2 separate regions of the Sus scrofa genome follow, and region 2 is linked to region 1. The links are chromatin contacts, called in public Hi-C maps. All regions are on one chromosome and are shown on one strand. The core of a region is the stretch at or near the end of the contact, and the rest is flanking DNA. Distances in the headings are between cores, read along the strand shown. Region 1 holds the start of LOC100157711 (sodium/potassium-transporting ATPase subunit alpha-4). Region 2 holds the start of ATP1A2 (ATPase Na+/K+ transporting subunit alpha 2).

Region 1 (3,959 bases), core at 501-3,000:
AGCGAGAGAGGCCAGGGATTGAACCTGCAACCTCATGGTTCCTAGTGGGATTTGCTTCCACTGTGCCACAATGGGAATTCTGATGTTCAGAATTCTAATGAAGGAGTTACTACTTATTTACATGATACCAAGTCCTGATGTCTTTGTATTGGTCCAACCACACCCGGAGTATTGCTCTCATTTCCATTTTAAGAGGATTTGGTAAAGGAGAGCAATCCCCCAAACAGGTGATCAGCAAGACAGGGGTCTGAAGATCAAGTCACAGGAAGCAGGGTTAAGGGAGAAGGCACCGTTTGACCTCCCACCTGGAGAGTTTGAGGGATGTAATGACTACTGTAAAAAATCCAAAGGGTGGTTATGGAAGAGACAGAAGTGACTCATCTTGTGTTTCTTCAGATGGGAAAACTGGGACCAAATGGGGAATCATATGTCTGCTCAACATAATGAACTCTAACTAGAGCAATCTAACAATGAAATGAGATGACACAAAAAGGGGCGGACTTCCCACTACTGGAAATCATCATTGCCTGCTGCAGATTTTGTACAAGGATATTCCCCATGTTGAGAAGTGGAGTTTGTTTTTTTCTTTTTCTTTTCTTTTTTTTTTTTTTCTTTTTATGGCCGCACCGTCAGCATATGGAAGGTCCCAGGTTAGGGGTCAAATTGGAGCTGCAGCTGCTGGCCTACACCACAGCCACAGCAACACCAGATCTGAGGCACATCTGCGACCTACACCACAGCTCATGGCAACACTGGATCCTTAACCCACTGAGTGAGGCCAGGAATCAAACCTGCATCATCTCGGATGCTAGTTGGGTTTGTTACCGCTGAGCCACAACAGGAACTCCTTGAAAGTATGAATTTAATGGGCTTTGAAGTCCTTTCCAGTAAGAGTCCATACTTTGTGTGTGTGTGTGTGTGTGTTTGCCTTTTCTAGGGCTGCACCCACGGGACATGGAGGTTCCCAGGCTAAGGGTCTAATCGGAGTTGTAGCTGCCGGCCTATACCACAGCCACAGCAACACCAGATCCAAGCCGAGTCTACAGCACAGCTCACGGCAATGCCGGATCCTTAACCCACTGAGCAAGGCCAAGGATCAAACCTGAAACCTCATGGTTCCTAGTCGGATTTGTTAACCACTGAGCCACGACGGGAACTCCGAGAGTCCATACTTCTAAATTCATCTTTCTCTATAAACAGATGAATAAACAGAGGCCTGGAGTGAAGAGAATTGTCCAGGTTCACCAACCAGTACACTCTGGACCGGAACTCGCTCCTGTGATTTATAATCTAACACTTTCTGCATTGTAACTCACTTCTTTTCTCATTAAGGAGGAAAGGGGTTGAGGCAGTCACAGTCCTTTGGGAGCTAAGGGGTTTGCCCCCCACCCCATGCATGGTGTTGGAGTATTCTGCACTTGAGAGGTTCAACCACAAGGGAGGTACTAGCGGTTTCATTTCCGTGAGGTAGTTGGTCTGCTCTGGGGCCACCCTCCACCCCGGCTACTCACCGTGACGGTGGCCAGCAGCCCCTCAGGCACATTTGCCACAATGATGCCAATAAGAAAAATGACAGCCTCCAGCCAGGTGTAGCCCAAGATGAGTGAGAGCCCAAAGAAAGTGACACCGAGGAAGACTGCCACGGCTGTGATCAGATGGATGAAGTGTTCGATCTCAGCAGCAATGGGGGTCTGGCCCACCTTCAGGCCTGATGTCAGTGAGGCGATGCGGCCCATCACGGTGGCATCCCCTGTAGCGATCACGAGGCCCCGGGCGGTTCCTGTGGGTGACGAAGGGGATAGTCTGAATTGGGAAGGCTGTGGGGTTTGGTTCCTATGAAGAGAAAACTGTCAATGGTCAAAAACAAGGTGGACGCAAATGAACCTCTCTACAAAACAGAATCAGACTCATAGACGTGGAGAACAGACATGTGGTTGCCCAGGGGCGGGGGGGGGGGCAGGGGGAGGGATGGACGGGGAGTTTGGGGTTAGTAGATGCAAACTATTACATTTAGAATGGATAAGCAATGAGGTCCTGCCTACAGCACAGGAAACCATATCCAATCTCTTGGGATAGACTATGAGAATATTAGAGGAGTTCCCGTGATGGCTCAGCAGAAATGAATCTGACTAGTATCAGTGAGGATGCAGGTTCGATCTCTGGCCTCGCTTTGTGGGTTAAGGATCTGGCGTGGCTGTGAGCTGTGGTGTAGGTTGCAGACATGGCTTGGATCTGTCTGGCATGGCTGTGGCTGTGGCTGTGGCCAGAGGCTACAGCTCCCATTCAGCCCTTAGCCTGGGCACTTCCATATGCTGTGGGTGTGGCCCTAAAAAGACCAAAAGAAAAAAAAAAAAAAAAAAGAAGATAATATTAGAAAAAGTATATATATATGACTGGGTATGACTGGGCGCTTTGCCGTACAACAGAAATTGGCTCAATATTGTAAATCAACTACACTTTAACTAAAGAGCAATGAAACAAGGTGGAAACTCAAGGTCCTCTGAGAGGTTTTTATGTTCTATTCTCTTTATATTTCACTTACACAGATGAGGGGCTCCCATTCTGAAAAATCTCTGGAGAGATTTCACAGTTCTCTGGAGAGACCCAGTTTTATTGCCTAACTGCCTTCACTGCCAAGAAAGTCCCCCTTACTCTTCATCTGAATATCTCTGTTGCCTTTAGGTTTCTTCTCTTGTCCTCAGTAGTGACACTTCTCGATCCCCAGGAAGAGTGGCTCCCCTTCTGCTAGAATCCTATATTCCCTCATCCTCTAACCCAGTGGTTCTCAATTTGCCCCCCAGGAGACAGTTGGCAACGTCTGGACGCATTTTTGGTTTTTGTCGCAACTGTGGTGGGAGGGGTTGCTACTGGCACCTAGTGGAGAGAGAGCAGGAATGCTGCCAAACAGCCTGCAACTCACAGGCAGGCCCCCTTTTCCTCCTCCCTCAAAGAATAGCGCTGCCCAAAAGTCAGCCTTGTGGAGCTTGAGAAACTGCTCTGCCTGGAGCTCCCTCCCTGCTTGGCTGGCTGGAGCCAGTCTGCCCCCTGCTGGGTGGTATAGGCCATGACTACTGGGCCTCTGTGCTTCCCACCAGCAAGGCCCCTGAGTCAGAAGGGGAACTTCACATACACAGGATGCAAGACCCTCATGTGCTGGAAATGAAGGGCCCCCTAAGGTCCTTTGCTTGAAATAATTCTTCCTGCTTTACCATAATGGCTGAAATTCCTACCGTTGAAGTTACAGTCAGAATCACCCAGAAAAGCAACATATTATAGAAATAGCACTTATTTTAGAATCAGAAAGATGCAGGGCTGGAAATTCAACTTTCCAAAGTACTAATTGCCCTGGGGCAACTTACTGAGACTCTCTGAGGTTTGGGTTTCTTCATCTTTAAAGTGGGATGAGGAGTTCCCGTCGTGGCGCAGTGGTTAACGAATCCAACTAGGAACCATGAGGTTGCGGGTTCGGTCCCTGCCCTTGCTCAGTGGGTTAACAATCCGGCGTTGCCGGGAGCTGTGGTAGGTTGCAGACGCGGCTCGGATCCAGCGTTGCTGTGGCTCTGGCGTAGGCCAGTGGCTACAGCTCCGATTCGACCCCTAGTCTGGGAACCTCCATATGCCGCGGGAGCGGCCCAAGAAATAACAATAAATAAATAAATAAATAAAGTGGGATGAAAGCACCTACACAGCTTCGAGGATTAATTTTTTTTTTTTTTTTTAGGTTGCACCCGTGGCATATGGAGGTTCCCAGGCTAGGGTCGAATCTGAACTACAGCTGCTGGCCTATGCCACTGCCACAGCAACGCAGGATCGAGCTGTGTCTGTGACCTATACCACAGCTCATGGCAACCCCAGATCCTTAATCCACTGAGGGAGGCCAGGGATTGAACCTGCAACCTCATGGTTCCTACTCTATTCGTTTCTGCTGTGCCACAACGGGAATTAAATGTTTTTAAAAG
Region 2 (3,959 bases), core at 776-3,275, 51 kb after region 1:
CCCCCCCCCACCAGCCCCCCTTACTCCTCCCTCTCCCCCAACACAAGTCCCCCTCTCTGGGCCTTGAATGCTGAAGGAGAACAGAGAGTTCTTTCTGAGAAAGCGCAGGGCCGGGACAGAGTGGGGGCAGCTGGAAATCAGCCAACGTTCCCCCCACCGCAGCCTCTCCGTGGCAGCTGGAGCGGGCTGGGCTCCTTCCCACCAGGGCTGTCCCTTCCCCCAACTCCCACGCTGCCCTTCACGGCCATAGGGTGATGGGGTGACAGTGGGGCCTTGCTCTGAGGGAAGGAGCAGGGGAAAGAGGATGTGGATGGGGGTGCCTTCCCTCTTTGGGAGTCTCCTGGGGGGTTGAACTCCAAGCGCCAACCCTAAGGGCACCCATACCCCGCAGCCTCTCAGTCTGAACAGAGGCAGTCCTGCTCCCTGACTTGCTACTGGGGGTGGACAGGTGGGAATGGGATTCAGGGAGGCTGGGGGAGAAGCATAGACCCCTGAAGAAGTCAAGGTCAAACTGCTTCTCCAGGACCCCTTGAGCTGAGTGCACCCTGTTCTAAGGTGGGGGAGAAGAGGGGTCAGAGGTCCATGCTTCAGTTGGGGGCTTCCTTTCCCCCGGGGGGAACAAGAGATGTCAAGGTGCCGCCGAAGATCCCAAGACAGTACATCTTCCCACTGTCGTGAGCTCTTCCTCTGTGAGGCCCACACCTCAGAGACAACTCTTCATAGACCCTCATGAGCCCCCCCCCACAGCGATGTCTCTGCTCACTCCTGCTCCAGGACCTGCGTGTTTGCAAATTTTTCTGCTGAGACACAAACACAGGTGCTCATCCGTGGATATCTGTATCAGTTCCAGCCTATGGAGAACACGTCACACACACACACACACACACACACACACACACACACACACCGGTTCTATTTATAGCTCCCACCCTAGCTCAGGAACCCTGGTGTCCAGGCTCAGAGTTTTCCCAGCTGCTAAACTCAGTGCGACACCATGTCCTTGCATGACCCCCTCCTGGGCCCAGAAACTCCGCCACAGCTCCCCACGGGCACCCTCTTTCCTCAGCACCCTCCCGGGGCTCCCTTCTGCCAGCATTCCACAAAAGGAAAGCCACCAGGCTTGGGATGTAAAGAGATTGGGTCCCTTTTCTCCATATGGAAATTTCATTTCCAAGAATTCCAAGCCTCAGCCCTGGCCACCCCCACCCTCTCCATCCCCGGTGGCTGTTAATCTTCCCCTTGGCATATCCCGAGCTGCAGAATGCCACAGGCTGGGGTGGACCGAGGGGGGTGCCTGCAGCTCTCACCAGCCTCTGGGAAAGTCCTCAAAGCGCATGGCCTGAAGCCCGAGCACAATGCTGCCGGGGACAGCGCCGGGTGGGTGGGTGGGGGTGTTGGACCAGGGGCTGGGGGCACATCGCTCTCTGCCTTTGCTCACTGCTCCCAGCTGTCCCTGGAACCCAGGGTCCCCCCTCTCTCCCAGAGCTGGTGTTTGGAAATGCTTGGTGACTCAGAAGCAGATGCCCCTTGGCCCTCTCTGCAACCACAAATTGGACCCCCATCCTCTCAGGCTGGGACTCCTGGAGGAATGGATACTTTCAGAGGGTGGCGAAGGCAGGGGGCATTCTCAGTACCAAATAACCTTCCGCTGGGAGGCCAGGAGATACGGTGAGAGAGGAGGGACCATGGGGGTTTGGTGGGGAGGAGATGAGGCAGGGGTGGAGGGAGGGCTGGAGGGGATGCTGGTGGGGGGTGGTGAGCTTCGGAGCTGGTCCTGGGGTCGGTGGTAAAGAACTCAGCACTCAGGGAGCGAGCAAGCAAGTGCCACTGTCCGTCTGTGCACATAGTCCTGGCTGGGAGACTCAATACTTCCAAGTTCAAAGCAGCCCACCGCTCCTCCCTCTGGGTCCCATCCCCACTTTGTCCTTCCTTCCAGCCTCCCTCATCATCCAGAGAGCCGCACAGCTCCCTCCAGAGCCAGCCCTGCTCTTTAGGGATACTCACCCCACGGCCCATCTTGGGGCAGAGTGGCTGCGGGACCTTGACTGGAGAGGTCACCAGGAGGATCCCGAGCTCACACCACCGGTCTGGGGCGCCAGAGACCCCGGCAGACAGACAGAGACAGTGAGCAACAGGGTAGCTTTAAATAGGTCCCTCTCCCCCTCTCCCCCGCCTTCCCTCCTCGGGAAAGAAACGTTTGTTGAAACAGGATCTCTGAGGACTCCTCCCCTCCCGCCCCTTAAGCAACTGGCCTGAGGAAGGTCCGTTTGTCCCACCGAGTGCTCCCCCTCCGCTCCCCTCACCCTCCAAGTCCTGGCCCATGGCAGCCACTACTGAGAGAGGGGAGATACGGTATGGGGTGGGGGATATGCCCCTTAGGGAGGGCAGAGGGGGAGCCCTGGGCAACAGCATCAGCATCCCAGAGAACAGAGGCCATGTGATCTGACCCTGCCTCTTGCTTTCCCGATGGGGAAGCTGAGGCCCGGAGAGACTGCACATGAACAAGATTTGAGCTGATAAAACAGAACTAGAACCTGGTCTCCTGCATCTACATCTAACTTCCCGGAGAAAGAAGCAAGAGACCGTTCTCTCCACTGTAAAGACTGTGGGAACCCTGAAGCCAGGAAGAGGTGGTGCTAGAACCCAGGGCGGCCCTTGTGTATGAGGCTTCTCGAGGTTGGCAGCCTGATGAGAGCCAAAGGCAGCTCCAGAAGCAGCATGGGAGTTCCCGTTGTGGCTCAGTGGATTAAGGACCCAACATGGTCTCTGTGAGGATGCGGGTTGGATCCCTGGCCTCACTCAGTGGGTTAAGGATCCGGCATTGCTGTGAATTGTGGTGTAGGTCACAGATGCCGCTCAGATCCGTGTTGCTGTGGCTGTGGTGTAGACCAGCAGCTGCAGCTCTGATTCAACTCCTGGCCTGGGAACTTCCATATGTTGTGGGTGTGGTCCTAAAAAGAAAAAAAAAAAAAAGAAGCAGCATGAAGTCTGCTAGATGGAGGGGAGAGAGTCTTCCCAAGCCCTCCAGATGTAGCCTTTGCAAAGTTTCAGAGTCAAGGCTCCCAAGACCTGGGAGATGGCTGGCAGAAGGGCAGGTGGGGCACAGAAGGGACTGCCCAAGTTTACCCTTGTAATTGGGGCGGGGGGAACACACACATTACCCTCTTAGACACTGTTGAGGAACTCTAGGCTGTCGATGGGTCGGTGGGGGAGAAGCCCAAAGACTGGCACTTACGGAGCTTCTAAGAGGCATATAGAGGTCAGTATCCTAACATGTACCAGAGCCAAGAACAACAAGAAGGGCAACTGCTTCCTTCAGGCAGGATGAAGGGTAGACAGACAAGAGCCCTCTCTGCACTGAAACATGGGAGTGGCATTCCCGTCGTGGCTCAGTGGTTAATAAATCCAACTAGGAACCATGAGGTTGCGGGTTCTATCCCTGGCCTCGCTCAGTGGGTTAAGGATCCGGTGTTGCTGTGAGCTGTGGTGTAGTTTGCAGATGCGGCTCAGATCCCACGTTGCTGTGGCTCTGGCGTAGGCCAGCGGCTATAGCTTTGCTTGGACTCCTAGCCTGGGAACCTCCATGTGCCTCAGGATCGGCCCAAGAAATGGCAAAAAAAAAAAAAGAAAAAAAAAAAAAAAAGAAACATGGGAGAAACTGACCCAGTGTTCGGGGAGAGGGGAGAGGGGAGTGGTGAGAGGGCCTTGCCTTGGGCGCGGAGGGGGACCTTGAACTGACACCAACCAGAACCAAGGGTAGACGAGTCGGCCAGGACAGGACCTGCTGGTCTAGGGCAGGGGTCCCAGGTCATTTGCTAAAAAAGCCCAAGAATCGGGGCCAAAGGGAGGGAGGGGGAACCCAGAAGGGGCAGAGAGAGAAGAAAAAGTCCTACACGGCCTTCTCCTGGGAGCAGTCAGAGGGCAGAATTCTCCTGGTGGAGGGAAGCCAGCAGTGGGGG

Evidence for each region. Hi-C and Micro-C count contacts between places; a contact is called where the count stands out from the background.
Region 2: a Hi-C map of embryonic fibroblasts shows a contact between it and region 1, with 3 times the contacts expected there. The contact joins the promoter of ATP1A2 here to the promoter of LOC100157711 in region 1. A contact is called at or near these places in 10 of 47 Hi-C or Micro-C datasets (alveolar macrophages, embryonic fibroblasts, fetal skeletal muscle and 4 more) and 1 of 2 datasets of contacts at active chromatin or transcription factors (skeletal muscle).

The regions. Positions count from the first base shown.
Region 1 is chr4:90,317,840-90,321,798 of Sscrofa11.1, forward strand. LOC100157711 (sodium/potassium-transporting ATPase subunit alpha-4) reads right to left here and starts at 1,751. Exons shown (of 16, transcript XM_021089576.1): 1 at 1,512-1,751. The coding sequence starts at 1,736.
Region 2 is chr4:90,368,880-90,372,838 of Sscrofa11.1, forward strand. ATP1A2 (ATPase Na+/K+ transporting subunit alpha 2) reads right to left here and starts at 2,026. Exons shown (of 23, transcript NM_001171541.1): 1 at 2,005-2,026. The coding sequence starts at 2,016.